2 separate regions of the Rattus norvegicus genome follow, and region 2 is linked to region 1. A link is a contact called in public Hi-C data. All regions are on one chromosome and are shown on one strand. The core of a region is the stretch at or near the end of the contact, and the rest is flanking DNA. Distances in the headings are between cores, read along the strand shown. Region 1 holds the start of Slc38a9 (solute carrier family 38, member 9). Region 2 overlaps Plpp1 (phospholipid phosphatase 1).

Region 1 (7,789 bases), core at 3,648-6,147:
GCCTTTCAAAAAGATTTTTAAAAATATTCTATTCCAGGATTGGCTCCAAATAACTGACTCTTTATATTCCTGGAAAGGAATTGTCTCACTTACTTTTCTTTAGGATGAAAGAGAAAAATGTCAAGTTAGTAATATTTCTGATAAATGTCAATCATATACCCCATTTAAGCCCTGATGGCTTTACACCTATAGTCCGTGGCTTGCTCAGCAGTGGGAGACCAAACTGGGTAACAGTGAGCCGTCTTTGAAAATGATACCAACAGCAAATCCCCATTCTTCTCTATTTTGCTTTCATGCAAATATATTAAAAATAGTAAAATGTTTTTAAGACTAAACTAAATTACCTTTTTCTGGTTCATATAGGACTGCCTTCCCCAGTGCCTGGAATCTGAGAAAAAATGGCAAACGTGGATAGTGACTCTAGGCATCTTATCTCTGAGGTAGAACATGAAGTGAATCCCGGACCTATGAATATCCAGTTTGACTCCTCAGACCTAAGATCTAAAAGGTAAGGTCTTAATGTGTTTATTTCATAATTAGGGCTTCTAACAATTAAGATATAATACATTACAGCCCAAAAGATCAATAGTATTGATAGGGAAATAATCGTTTTCTTACAGAATTTTTACTCTGATGTATATGCATATGGTGACACGAATCCTGTGCCCTCGTTTACACATTTTCGTGTCTTGGAATGAGCGTGTCTGCTATCAAGTAGGATGCATTTATGTAATTGACTCAAATATCTGTGATTACCCACTTCACGCAAAGTAATCCGATGCTAAAGATAGAAAAGGAATAGCCTTTTACCTTCACTTAATTTAAATACCAGCAGATAATTTAAAATAATTTCAGATTAAATAATTTTTCAATTTATAATTGGAAACCTCAAGAGAATCTTTAAAAAAAATAAGTAGAAAAGAGGACTAGTGAGTGAGTTCAAGAAAATAGTTACTGGGTTGAGAGATGCTGCGGTACAATGTGTGATGTGCAGAGGTGAGGACCGAAGGCTGCATCCCAGCTACCACATAAGCTGGATGTGAGCCTGTGCACACCTAAGACACAGTGACGGAGTGGGTAGAGACAGGAGGATCACCATGACTTGCTGGCTGCCAATCTGATTGAAAAACAAACAAACAAACAAACAAAAAAACCAAACAAACAGGAGTTCCAGACTAAGGAAGACCCTGGCTCTTAGAAATAAGACTGAGGATAATTGCCCTCCTCTGGCCTCAGTGCGTGAACATATTTGCGGGCACACATACACAAAGTGGTTACTTACAAAATAGGAAAAAAGAAGACCAAAAATGGCGGCACACACCTAGCAGTTAGCACTCAAGAGGCAGAGGCAGGAGATTGGGGCCAGCCTGGGCTACTTAGTGATACCTTGTCTATTGGAAAAGAAAAGAAGTAACACGCCAAAAAAAAAAACAAAAAAACAAAAAAAAAACAAAAAACCCGAGGCACTAGAGAGATGGCTCAGCAGGAAAGGCTCTTGCCACTAAGCCTGACTACTTGGGTTAGCTCCCCAAGCCTCACATGAGAGAGGGAGGAACTTACCCAGTGCCAGTGTTCTGACCTGCATATGCACAATAGCACTAGAGTGTTCTCACACTGAGTAAATGAAGGAAGAAAGTTATAAAAAGTTTAAACGAAAAATAAATAGTCTTCCGGTGAGGAAATGAGGTAGAAAAATTTATAAAATATCCTTAAAGTAGTTTTAACAGGAATATGCAAAATCTGCGAGAAAAACTAAAATGTTCCTGAATGATGCAAAATGGGATTTGGAGTATTTCATCAAATCTGAGATGCTCTTGGTTGTAAATTGCATTTAGAATATACAAAGCTTGGCATAGTGGTACACGCTTTTAACCCCAACACTTATAAGGTATAAACAGGCAGAGTCCTATGGGTTTGAGGCCAGTCTGCTCTAGAGTGAGTTCCAGGAGAGCTAGAGCTACGTACTGAGACCTTGTCTTGAATGGTAGGTAGGTAGAGGTAGACGGACAGACAGACAGACAGACAAAGAGGGTCTGGAATGAAGCTCAGTGGTTAAGAGAACTGGCTTTTCTTCCAGAGGACATGGGTTTGATTCCTAGCACATACATACATGATAGCTCATAACCATGTGTAATTCCAATCCCAGGAGATCTGACTCCTTCTGTCCTCCATCAGCAGTAGTCGTGCCCATGGTGCACAGACATTCTTGCAGACAAAGCACCCAGACACATAAACAGACCATTTCAAAAAACCCAACGCACAACACACAGGCGTACACTGCACACTGTCTGTGGGTATTATACATGTAAAAACCTGGACTTGGAATTTTTGCTTTCTTTTCACTGAAAGAACTCTTGACCATATTGTGTGTTATTTCTCATTTGTCTCTTATAGAACTATAAACGTTGATCATAGAAACAACATGCATTGGTTAAGACATTATAACACCTCACACTTAGAAAACCTGATTCTTCTGGATCACTTTTTGATTTGGTCATCAGACATGTTGTGTGTCCCTCCTGCGTGGACAGTTGTGAGAGTGGGTGACTTTGATGACACAACCTTCCTTGATTTTCTCCAGCAGCTCTGAGGATGCTCGCAGATCCCTGTACTTGTACTGTCCTGGTCTCACCAGATGGTGTCAGGAGAGGTCTTCTCTTACGGATCCCAGTCCTTCCTGAAGTGGTTCTGTGGTTTGACTGAGGTGGCCCAGGATGGCAGTTATTTGTCACACACCACTAGAGGTAGCCATCATACCACCACCCGGCCAACAGTGATTCAGACATTGGGTGTTAAAGATTATGAGGTGTCCTCATTTAGAAACGTTTAAATGTATATATTAGAAAAGTATGTTATCAGTATCAGTATGACAGAAAGTCATCGTCTACTCCAGGCAGGAAGAATAAAATTGTAATCCAGGGGGCTTCAATCCAGGAGAGAGGTTCTGCCAGTGAAGTATTTATCATACAAACTTGAGCACCTGAATTTGGGTTCCAGCATCCATATAAAATCCAGGAGCTGTGGTGCATACCTGTAATCGCCACACTAGGGAGGCAGGGCTTCTGGAGAGCATTGGCTAGCTAGCCCAGCCAAACTGATGAGCTCCAGGCTAGTGAGAGACTATCACAGTAAATAAATAAGCAAATGAATGAATGAATGAATGAATACACCACCTCAAATATGCCAATAAATGAAGGAGAGGGAGAGAGAGAGAGAGAGAGAGAGAGAGAGAGAGAGAGAGAGAGAGAAGCAGTTCAAGTAGATACCTGATGTGCTCACAAATGCATACATACACATGTGCACACAGAGATGTGCACCCAGAAAAAAAGAATTTTACCCACAAAGTTCGTGTGATCCTACACTCAAATCCCAGCAGTCAATTCTGAGGTTTCTGTGCATCAGCGATCTCACTGCTACACACACTGCTTTACGGTGTCAGGCGGTGTGTACACAGGGTCATGTAAGTTGCTAAGAAAGCAACTAAAATGTGTTTTCTTCCAGGACTGAAAACTTAATTATGGCATATTCATACAGTGGAATATTTTTCATCTAAAACAAAGGAGGTGGCCTTATGATATAACAAAATGGAACAACTCGTTATTTTGTTGAAAGGAAAAAGTGAAGTGCAGAGCAGTATCTGTAGTCCGCCACCATTCATGTACAGTCAGTTACTGCATTGTAGACCATGCAGTATATGTAGATGAGGTCTGGGGAGGGCTCAGATGGCTGAGAGGGACCGCACAGCTGAGGTAAGGGAGCCTGGTGCAGTGTTAGCAGATAGTCAGCACCTAGTCATTGCCACCCTCCTTCCTGTCAGCGGAGGGTTAGTCTGCTTAAGAGCTGCAGCAGACAGATGACAGTGAGCTGAGCCTGGCAACCCATTCTTGTATTGTAACCCATTGTAACCCCTTCTTCAGATACTTGATTTTTCAGTTTTTCTTGTAGCTACAACTGGAAGTGTAAAATTTATCCCTGAAGAAGTCGTCGTTAACAGTGGCTATCAGAAGAAATAGAGAAGTTGGTAATGTTGATTCTTACTGGTATATTCCAGTCTCGGTGAATGTATGCATTTACAAATGCTGACAATGTTCAGAGTTTTCTTGAAGCTTCCAAGTTCTGTGCTAAATAATCGGCCACTGTGACAATAAGACATAGGTCATTAAAGTGCATTCCATTACAATGAGTTGGCAGGAGTTCAGTTCCTCGAAATTTTAATCTAACAGGGTATATTAAATGGAAATACATTTTCTGTAATGAAACTTGTGAACGGGGAGAATCCGCTATTTTCAGTCCTGGTGTAACTGGTAAGCACGAATGAACCACTTGTAAGACCTTAGCAGTCCTTGCTTCTGCTTGTGGGATAATCTCTGCTGGAGAAAGCAGGAACTATTTGATGAGAAAAAATATGTGAGTACTTTAAACATTGTTTCTGCTGAGATATAGATTCTCCCACTTTACATGTAAATAAAACTTAGATGACTAGTACCAAGCTCCAGTCCTTTGAGTCCCTGTGCTCTGGTGCCACCCTGTATGTGTGTGTAGTATAATTTGATGTTTCTTACCAGTCTGCTCCCCTTTCCAACTGAATTCATTTAGCTCCCTGTCATATCTGTTAGACAAGGACTTTGGTGTATTTATACTTTTCTGATTTACATTGCCACATATATCATCCAGTTAGCGTTCATGATGGCGGTGTCCCAGATTATCTTACATTTGGGAAACTGCGGCTGTAGGATGATAGGAAACAACCTTGGATGTTTGAATATTACTTAGCTTGTGTTATTTTCCTCTCTCCCACTAGGGGGCAGTCGAATCTTAAGTTAGTTCAGATCTTAGTCTCTTAACTGGCAGGCAAGGACTGCAGGCTTCTCATTTTTATGAGGTAGAGTCTGAAGCAGGTGGAGGAAGGGCTTTGACATTGGAAGATGCACGCCACAGGCGTGTGAATCATTTAGGCGCGTTATAGATAAGTAAGGCCCCTTTTCCTTCAGCACGCCTCCCGCCAGTGCTGTTTTGTCATCTGTTTTGGGGTAGAATGAACAATAAAATGTAAACGGAAGGGCAGAAAGGTCTAGAAGCCTCCTGTGTTCTAGTCGATACATTCTATTGGGAATTAACAGGCTTTTCTCAGGCTTTTGGAGACTACTAATGGAGCTGGTATTCAGGATTGCTTCATGTTTCCCTACTGCTCTGTGACTATGCCCTGGGAAAGCTGACCTTCCCAGCCAGCCTACAAAGTTATGAAATGGTTAATTTTTAATTTTTTTTCCAGTTCTGGGTATTGAACCCATGGCCTTGTGTACATTATGCAAGTACTGTACTGTGGCTTGGCTCAGTTTTTAGCTTTCCCCTTCTCTGTGTGTCTTTCCTTGTTTTCCCTTCTCCTTTTCCCAGAGTTCAGGGCTTTCCTGTGACTCTTTGTAGGCCCAGGGTTACTCTGTAAGGCCGGAGCTCCCTGAGGCTCCACCCCCTAAGCATGCTCTGTACACACACTCTTCTTCTACAGCGTGGTTACAGGGCCCAGCTGTCCTGTTCTTGCAGGGCTCTGTGGCCCACTTGGTATTAGAATGGAGAATAATCTGATGGATCAGAAATATAATCTATTACATTTATATGACTGTTTTCATTTCAACACCAAAAAGTCTCAAAATACCAAATCCTAACATTCAAGCTTTTGCTATTGAGGGTGTTGGTCATGCTCCGAGAAACCACTAAGATAGAATTGGATGTTTCAAATACAGAGCTTCCTCGTGCCCTTGGACCATGTAAGGTACATTATGGTGCCTTGCTGTTAGAGTATCTACCAGTCTGTGTGTTTGTGAAGCAGCCTCTCTATCTCTCCTCCCACAAATGCTGTCACTGTAGATCAGCCTAACTTGATAGGTGGGTATTTGTGGCTCTAGGAGAGAGGAAGACTCAAGCAGTTTCCAAAGGCAAGGTAAAATGTTTAATAGATGTTGGCTTATGGCGGCAGTTGGAAGTGGTTACCTGGTGCTTGATGATTTTATAGTTCTCGATTATATAAACAACAAAAATGAGAAAAATTCAGGCAGTGGGAGACAGTGTACTTAGCATGTACAAGGCCCTAAATTTGATCTTAAACTTCCTAAAAAGAGGAAAGAGGTAGGGGAAAAAAGAGAAATTGATTTTCCCAGGAGGGCTAGTGTGCTAAGCCACCACAGATTACGTAATGAAGAGCTTGCCACCAAGCAGTCAGATGGGCAGGACCTCCATTGTCACTGGTACCACTGCTCTGTATTACGCACTTCATCAAACCCATCTGTCTCCCATCTCCTCTGCTCCTTTCTCTCCTGCCCCCTCCCCAGCCCAGTTTCCTCCGTACTTTCCCACTTCTCCTCTTACTTTTGGCCCTCAAAGAAGTATATTTTTGCCAAATGCTTAAGGAAAAAATTCTTGATCTTAGCATTAGAGGCACCTTATTTATATGTGACTTTGTTACGTCATTAGATTATGCTTTTTCTAGTCTCATTGGAATCCTCTTAGTCTCTTAAATTCTTTGTTCCAATGCCTTTTTCCTTCTCTTTTCTCTCTTTAAACTTTTTAAACTTTTCCCCCTCGGTATCTGCTCACCTGAGTTTTAGCTCTTTAGATCTCTCAGCTCTGGGGAGTTAGCTTGTCTGTTTTGTTTTCAACCCACTCCTGGGAAGTCAGTCATACTTCATTGCACTTTCCCCCTCTCTCACTGGGGAGCCTGGGAAGTGAGAGAAATCTGAAGACCAAGGGAGCCTTTGGGCTGTGACTGACGCTCTGCAGGGTCAAGTCAAAGAGACTTGGTTGAGCAGAAAAGGTATGAAGAATTAATGAAGAGTTAGGGCAAAGCCTTTATCTGTCTGGTCAATGTTAGCTCGTGTATAGTCAGAAGGGGTTTGTGGCCGTGGTATAATTGCACCCCAAAAGCTTAAAGCCAGTAGTGGTAAGAAGATTCAAGATTGCTTTCAACAGATTTAAAGCCAAATGCTAAAATGTATATAAAATGGATCTGGGGTCAGAAAGATGGCTCAGTCTGTAAAGACCCTGCCTTACAAGCTTGAGAACCTGAGTTTGATCCCCAGAACCCCATAAAGTAGTTGCTGCAGTGACACATGCTTGTAATCCCACCACTGGGGAGCTAAGAACAGACAGGTCTCTGGGGAGTCCCTGATGAATTTTACATACATCAAAAATAATGTTCCCAAAGGAAGATAGATACATGTCATGTCCTGTCATGGTTGGGGGTCGTCATGGCAGCACAGTGGGACAGCCTGCAATCCCAGCACTTGGGAGCTGGGAGGCAAGGGGATTGTGAATTTCAGACCAGTCCGGGCTACAAGAGACCCTGTCTTTTTTTTAAAACTAATTTATTCACTTTATGTATATGTGAGTACACTGTAGCTGTCTTCAGACACACCAGAAGAGGGAATCAGATCCCATGACAGATGGTTGTGAGTCACCGTGTGGTTGCTGGGAATTGAACTCAGGACCTCTGAAGAGCAGTCAGTGCTCTTAATCACTGAGCCATGTCTCCAGCCCGACCCTGTCTTAAAATATCAAACAAAGAAAAAATTAGACAAAAAATTATACCATGTGATTGTTGTTCTGTTTTATGTAAAGAGCAAAAGGAATCAAAGCCAAAATGCAAATGTCCATTGGTATTTTTCAGCCGTGCACCCAAATGTTACCAATTCATTTAGTGAGGTTTGCAGTGTCTGGATTGAACCCAGAGCCTGGTATGTGCTAAGCAAATGCTGTACTACTGAGTAACGTCCCCAGCACACCAGCGATTACCTCT
Region 2 (7,789 bases), core at 2,183-4,682, 150 kb after region 1:
AGAGACTACTCTGGAGGCTATGCTTCAAAGAGGAGCGTTCTGCCTCATAACTCTCCTGCACTGTCCTCTGAAGCGTGGTGACTGTTGACAAGACAGTGTGTGGAGTTAGCATTTGATGAAGTGTACCTGTGACACTGCAGTAGATTTTCCAAATTCAAAAATGACCTTTTCAGGTGGGTGTGGGAGCTCAGGCCCATGATCTGCACTAGGAAGCATGAAGTGGGTAGATTGCTGAAGTCCCAGGCAAGCCTGGGCTATGGAACGGTGCTGTCTCACAAGGAACAATATATCTTTTAAAGCCTTTGTGGTGGTACATGCTTATAATCCTAGCCATGTGGAAGGCTGAGGCAGGATTGCAGTTTGGGGTCAGCCTGGGCAATGCAGTGAGAACTCATTTTTAAATGGTTCATTACCTTTCAACCATACATTACTTTTCACACTGCTGCCTTTTCTTTCCCCTTCTTTGTCTTTTGATTTTGGAAATTCATGACACTTCACTGTATAAATATTGATACAATCTACTTAGTTCCCCATTTTGCATATTTAAATCATGAATGATATAGAATACAGTCACTTGTTAAGTTGTAGTTTTTTTCTTTTAAAATATTTTGTGATTTCCAAATTTTCTAAAATCTATTCATGCTTAATTGATAAACTCTAAAAAGACCACAAAAGAAAATTTGTTGTAATCCTGCTGCCTGTCACCCAGAGATGCTAACCCTTTCAAGGTTGTGGTGACAATGTATCTTTCCTGTGCTGTTTTTATATCCATGTGCCTGTTTTGATAGTGTTCTTTACATAGTCTTAAATTGGTTTGGAATTTGCTACATATTCTAAGCTGACCTTCTGTTAGTAGAAGTCCTCATCCTTCTGCTCCAAGTGATGGGATAGCAAGTGATGTATACCACCATGCCCAACCCTTCTTTTAAACAATGATTGATTTTGAGTGGGGCATGATGGTGTACAGCTTTAACCCCAGTACTTTATAGGCAGAGGTAAGCAGATCTATGTGACTTCAAAGCCAGCCTGGTCTACATAGTGAGTTCCAGAACAGCCAAGGATATGCAGAGAGACTCTATTTCAACTCCCCTCCCCTCAAAAAACACAATAACAAAAGATTTATGTGTTGGAATATTTTGCTTGCATGTGTGTGTGTGTGTGTGTGTGTGTGTGTGTGTGTGTGTGTGTGCGCGCGTGTGCGCGCACACTGCATGCCTGGTAGTAAGGCTGGAGGCTGTCATTGATTCTCTGGAACTGGAGTTATAGCTAGTTGTGAGCTATCATGTGGATGCTAGGAAATGAATGAGTCTTCTGGGATAGCAGCAAGTGTTCATAACCATTGAGCTATTTTTCCAACCTTTTCTCTTCTTGATCCTCCTCCTTTTCTTTTTGTAAATACTGGGGCTGGAAAGACACTAATGACTCTCGGTTAAGGGCTACTCTTCCTTACAACACAGTTTTAATTCCTAGCACCCACATGGTGGCTCACATCTGTAACTTCAGACCCAGGAGATCTAACCTCATCTAGCCTCTAGTAGGTACCGTATGCACTTGATTTACAGATATACTTGACTACAAAGTGCCCATACAGATAAAAGAAATACACTGTGTGTGTGTGTGTGTGTGTGTGTGTGTGTGTGTGTGTGTGTGTGTGTACCATGATGTATATAAGGAGGGCAGAGGACAACTTAATGGGATCAGTTCTCTCCTTCTGCCATGTAGGTTCTGGTTGTCAGGCTTGTGTGAAAAGTGCCTTTATTTGCTGAAACATTTTGCTAGCCTATTATCTTGTTTTTTACTTTATGTTTTAAAAATCCTTTTAACATATTGTGTGTGTGTGTGTGTGTGCGCGTGAGTGTGACTTCCCTGGCTCACACATGTGCGCATGTGTGTGAGTGACTGCCCTGGCTCACATGTGTGCATGTGTGTGAGTGACTGCCCTGGCTCACATGTGTGTGCATGTGTGTGAGTGACTGCCCTGGCTCACATGTGTGTGCATGTGTGTGAGTGACTGCCCTGGCTCACATGTGTGTGCATGTATAAGAGTGACTGCCCTTGCTCACATGTGTGTGCATGTGTATGAGTGACTGCCCTCGTTCACATGTGTGTGTATGTGTGTGAGTGACTGCCCTGGCTCACATGTATGTGCATGTGTGTGAGTGACTGCCCTTGCTCACATGTGTGTGCATGTGTGTGAGCGACTGCCCTGGCTCACATGTGGAGGAGGTGAGAATACAGCTCTTGAGTACTGGCTCAGTCCTTCTCAGTCAGGGTTTCCTTGCTGAGCCCCCTCACAGGCCCACATTTGAATCCCAGGTTATCTGCAGTTCCCGCTGCATAAACCATCCTTGGAGAGACTCTGGAATCCTCAGGTACCTTGGTATCTCAGTGTACTCTGCTCTATCCTGTCAGCCTCTCTACATCTCGATAACTCCTGCAACATCGGATCAGACCAGGCGAACAGATTAGATAGCGTTGGAGATGGTGGATCTGATAGCTTCTATGAATGCAAGGATTACAGAGGCCTTTTACTTAGAGAGATAATTGCAGTATTTGAGTTAAGCATTTGGATAGATTTGCATATCATAGCAAGAGACCAGAAGAGAAAGATTAGGGAAGAAAGCATTTTTTTTAGATAAATCTTTACTATGCCTGGGATTTTATCCATAACATTTCTGGGTGATAGGTAAATATTACTCATACTAGATGAGGAAACTGAAATTAGGAAAGAAATGTGCTGATACTCATTCAAGTAGTTTCTGGTAATGTGCCAGAAGCAAATTAAGACAGGCATATCTGACTACCCAGCCCTGTCTAAGACTCCAACCTGCTGCACGGAAGCAAGGATTACAGGAGCGTTGGAGTGGACTCGCATGACAAGCTGACCTCTGCCGGGTCGAGGGGTGAGGTCCCTGTAGGGTGGGATAGGTGCAGCACGTGTGGAGCTGGGATGAAGCTTCCGGCAGGCTGCAGTGGCGTTTCTGTTGCTTTGTGTTGATACACAATCTAAATCTCTGTGTTGGCGTATAATGAACTTAGGTTAGAAATATTAAAAACTTTTATTTTTATTTCTTTATTTCTGTGTGTATGTGTTTGTGTGTATACATAAGTTTATTTATGCCAGTGCCCAAGGAGGATCAGAGGGGCATCAAATCAGGGGAACTGGCATTACAAGTCATTGGGAATGTACGTAGGTACTGGGAACTAAGCCCAGGTCTTCTGCAAGAGCAGTGTGTACACATAATCTGTCCAGGCCCATAGTTAGTCAATGTAGAATTTAGCCTTGTAGTTGCTACAGAGTCAGAATAGAGAATTGGTCAGTTTTTCCATAAGTCACTGGTTTATTATTTTTTCACACTTCTCCTTTGTAATCTACTTCCCCCACTGCCCTCTAGCTGTGGTAACCACTGAGCTGGTCTCCATCCTATAATGTCATATAAATGGAATGTTGTCATATAATTCATATAAATGGAGTTACATGGTGTGCAGCCTGTTGAGTCAGCATGATGCATTTCTGATAAGCTGCCCATTTATGGTGCACATGTTCTAGTACAGTTTTTCAAAATGTGTCCATATTATTCTCAACTCCAATTCCAGCTCTGTAAACAGAATGTTTTTGGTCTTATTAAATTATAGCTCCAAGTCCCAAAGAAATCCTAAGTAGATTGCCCTGAGAGTGCCCAGAGAAGGGAAACTAGAAATAATCACACACCCTTAGTCATTTCCCTGCCTCTTGCATCCAGAAAGCCACATGGAAAATTTGCTACTGACTCTGTGACCTTAGGCAGCAGGAAAAAAAAGAGAACAGCTGTTAGCATAGGGGAGTGGAAGGAATGGGTGTCCTTGGCCAGTTGGCCTGTCATGTGCTTTTCTGAAAGGAACAACAGGTGACCAGCAGGTGTGAAAAACAGGTGAGCACTCTTCCCACCTCCCTTCAACACTCACTCTCTCTCTCTCTCTCTCTCTCTCTCTCTCTGTGTGTGTGTGTGTGTGTGTGTGTGTGTGTGTGTGGTGTGTGGTGTGTGAAGCACCCTTCTGTAACAGCTTTAGAAAATTTTGGCTTTGCTTTTGTGTTCTTGTGATCCTGTGGGTAGATGATCTACCATGGAGCACATCCTCAGCCCCACCTCTGGGTTTCTTTTTAGAGCTGTTTAAATATATGCCTAAAAAGATTGTAGGTATGAGGATGAACTAAAATGCTCCAAAGTTGAGAATATTGCTGAGAATTATGGACTCAAACCTATAAAATGGAGAGGCAAACAAATGACACCCCCCCAATAAAAACCCAAAACCCAAACCTTTGGTAAGTATCACTTAAACAAACTCTTTTCCTTCCGTGCTTTTCCTCCTTTGTTCTAATGAGAGGCGGGGTGGGGTGTGCAGAGTAATTCTCACAGTGGAATCAAGCTAACCACGGAGAGGCAGTGCTGCAGGGCAGTGACCAGAAGGCAGGTGCCGGGGAGCCCAGGGTGGTTTGCTCGGTTACTCTCTCATTGCTGAGCCAGTGCTCTGTCACACTGTCCCCTCACACCTGCCCTTTCCAGCTCTCCCTTGAACTAACTCCTTGTTCTGAAGTACAGCTTTCACCAACTTCTCCCGTGGTCAAGAACACGTGTTGAGGGCCAGCAAGATGGCCCAGTGGGTAAAGGTGTCTGCTGCCAAGTCTGAGGGCTTGAGTTTCTGCTCCAGAGCCCATGTAGTAGGAGAGAATCAACTCTTGGTTTTCCCGTGACCTCCACACACAGTGAGAAACAGCAGATAGCAGTTGATCAATAGGAGGGTGCGTCATGTGATCTGGAAGGATACGAAACTATCAAAACTGATTTATATACAAAAGAACATTTCTTAAGGTAGGAGTGAATAGAACTTTCTAAAGACAACTTAGATAATACAAAGCAGTAATTAGCCCTCAAACAACAACAGCAACAGCAACAGCAACAGCAACAACAACAACTTGCTTCTGACCTTCAGAAGAGGAGAAAATAACAGGGTGTGTGGAAGCACACTTTCACAAACTGTGGACCTAATAGCAAAGTGCAGAAATGCTTACACAGGTCAAATTTACATAAACTGGTTTTCCCTCACTGGAATGTGTTCTTTACATGTGAGCTTATTTATTTCTTTTTCAGGGAAACAGTCTAGAAGCAACTTTCTGTCTGTTTAATATTGCAGCCTTCCACCCTTCCACTGTTTCAATACAGTACTTAGGCATCAAGATGGCCACTTAGCCTGTGTGGTAGAGTAAGCTGTCCCACGGTCACATAGAGCATCACCACCTCCATATACAGACTAAACAGTGGAGCAGAATTGGGCTTGTGTGTGTGCACAGAGCTGCTCAGGCTCATGGGTTAAGATGGGTCAAGGGAACAGGTCATCGATTCTCCCAGGAAACCCATTCCCTCCTGATCAGACGCTTTTCTTAGAGGACAGCTGGCATGAGGTGTGGTATGAAGAGACATTCTGTGTTAAGAGCTTGTCCTCCTTCCTGCTAAATGCCCTCCCTGGGATGCTGATTACCTGGCCCACTACACACCCGGCCGGCAGCTGGCTACCGGGGACAGTGAGTGTCTGAGTTCTGATGCTGTTTAACTAAGAGATGCTGTTAGTGATAATGCTTTTAAATCATTTGCTTTAGCTTAGTCCCGTCTATCTCTCATCCCCACATGCCCACCTGCTGTTTTAAAAGCTAAATCATGACTAGCCATTTCATAAACCTGTAAAGGCACCATGCACCCATACATGTTCACATACCTCATTTTCAGTCTATTGACTTTCTGTTTGGTATTTTTTTAAAATTTTTTGGGGCTCCTAAAAAACGTTACCGCATTGACACTTGTTTAATTACTTTCTTTTTCTTTGAGCTTTTTTGAAACTGACTTATATTAATGTGTAAGATTAATTGTAAGATTTTTATTTGTTTCAACCAGGTTCTTATAGCCCAGGCTAGCCTGTTATTATTCTTTCTCATTTTCATAGGTGTCAGATTACAGACATGAACCAATACACATAGCTGAAACACATCATGCATATAGCTTTGTATTTATGTATTCTAAGTAAATTTATGTATTTTATGTAAATATGTATTCTAAGTAATAATGTGGTGTGAGATGCCCAATACTATATTAATTAATCCATTGCTATGCTCCTCATATATGAAAATGAGAATAGCTTTAATTCTAATTATTAAAACTATATTAGTTATAATTAAAAGTTAATACTTAAGTCATACTAGCCACATGTAAAGTGCTCACTACCCATATGGTCATTTGATTTTTCAGAAATTTATTTGGCTTAGCACTGCTCTGAACTTTTCTTCTGGTCCTCATTAAACTAAAGATGGCTTATAGTAATATATTTTATTAATGATCAATAAGAAAGAAAACCACTAGTACAGCAGCTCTCAACTTGTACGCCGTGATTCCTTTGTGGAACAAATGGCCATTTCACAGGGGTTGCATATCAGATGTCTTGCATATTACATTTTACATTACAATCACAACAGCAAGAATGCAGTTATGAAGTAGCAATGAGATCATTTGAAGGTTGAAAGTCACAGCAACATGAAGAGCTGTGTTAGGGTCTCAGTGTTAGGAAGGCTGAGAACCAGTGCCCTAGAGGCAGGCATTCAGTGTACGTCTCTGAGGCCTGGCACTCAAGCCTAGCAGCCTGTTGTCCATTTTACACAGAGTATGAAGGCAGGCTGGTTTTAAACAGTTTCTTACTACAGATAGGGCTTTTTCAGGAGAGCTATATGTATAATTACAGGAAAGGGAAGTTCAGGAAAAGGATAGTATGAGTTTAGGTAAGTTATAAGCATAATTTTAGGAAACAAAGGATTGTGATGAAGCACTGAGAGAATTTGAACGTGGTCCTATTCTACTGTTAGAAAATAGCTAAACTTGAAGGTGTGTACAGGGGGGTATAGCAGGAAGTGCCTTCTACCTGATTGTATTCTGCCTCTGCAGATAACAACGTAGAAGTTGATTATAATGTAGCAGAGGGCTGCCCGGTCAGGCCTCAGTGGGAGAGGATGCACCTAATCCAGTAGAGACTTGATGCCCCAGGGATAGGGGAATGCTGGGGGCAGGGAGTGAGGTGGGGGTGGGTGAGCACCCTCTCATAGGCAAAGGGGAGAGGGAGGGACACCAGGAAGGAGGGCAACATTTAGAATGTAAATAAATAAAATAATTTAATTTAAAAAGGGGAAAAAGTTGATTATATATTTTTTCAGACTTTCCCATGTGTATTCAAAAACAAGCATGCTCATTTTATACTAGTGAAATTGTATGCCATGGAATGATTTTTAGATAATTGTGCTGACTATAATGAATACATTTCTTTGTATTTGATCCATACTCTTATTATGGATTAAGTTTTTTACTTTTAACTTTTATGAATTCTGGGTAGGAAATCTGAAATATAGTTGTATTCTTCTGTGCAGACGAAAGTGCTTACAGTATATGAGCATTACTATGACCTATATGGTTGATCAACAAAAGTTGCTTTCCCTTGGAAAACATGAGCAGGACCGGGTAATGTGATCCAGTTGTTTGATTTGTTTGGTGAGACTCAGTAAATAGCTACAGACACCTGTGCTATAAATCTTTTCTGTGGGAAACAAATCTTTCTTTTAAACATGTTTGTACTTCAGAGTCTAGCGAGATGGCTCAGTGGTTAATGGTACTCGGTGCTCATATAGATAGTGGCTTTAATTCCCAGCCACCACATGGTGGCTCACAACCATCTAACTCCAGTTCCAGAGGTTCTGATGCCCTCTTCTGACCTCTGC

The links. Hi-C and Micro-C count contacts between places; a contact is called where the count stands out from the background.
Region 2: a contact with region 1 is called in a Hi-C map of liver, with 4 times the contacts expected there. The contact joins two enhancer-like sites. A contact is called at or near these places in 3 of 12 Hi-C or Micro-C datasets (the A7r5 cell line and liver).

What each region holds. Positions count from the first base shown.
Region 1 is chr2:46,035,699-46,043,487 of GRCr8, forward strand. Slc38a9 (solute carrier family 38, member 9) reads left to right here and starts at 370. Exons shown (of 14, transcript NM_001035251.1): 1 at 370-508. The coding sequence starts at 399. Within about 2 kb of position 4,898, at least 6 of the 93 cell types and tissues checked have an H3K27ac peak or open chromatin away from gene starts, as enhancers often do. A contact at or near this core is called in liver, where this site is marked.
Region 2 is chr2:46,190,104-46,197,892 of GRCr8, forward strand. All of the region lies in intron 1 of Plpp1 (phospholipid phosphatase 1), which reads left to right. Among named protein-coding and RNA genes, the nearest start is that of Plpp1, 21 kb to the left of the region's middle. Within about 2 kb of position 3,433, at least 12 of the 93 cell types and tissues checked have an H3K27ac peak or open chromatin away from gene starts, as enhancers often do. A contact at or near this core is called in liver, where this site is marked.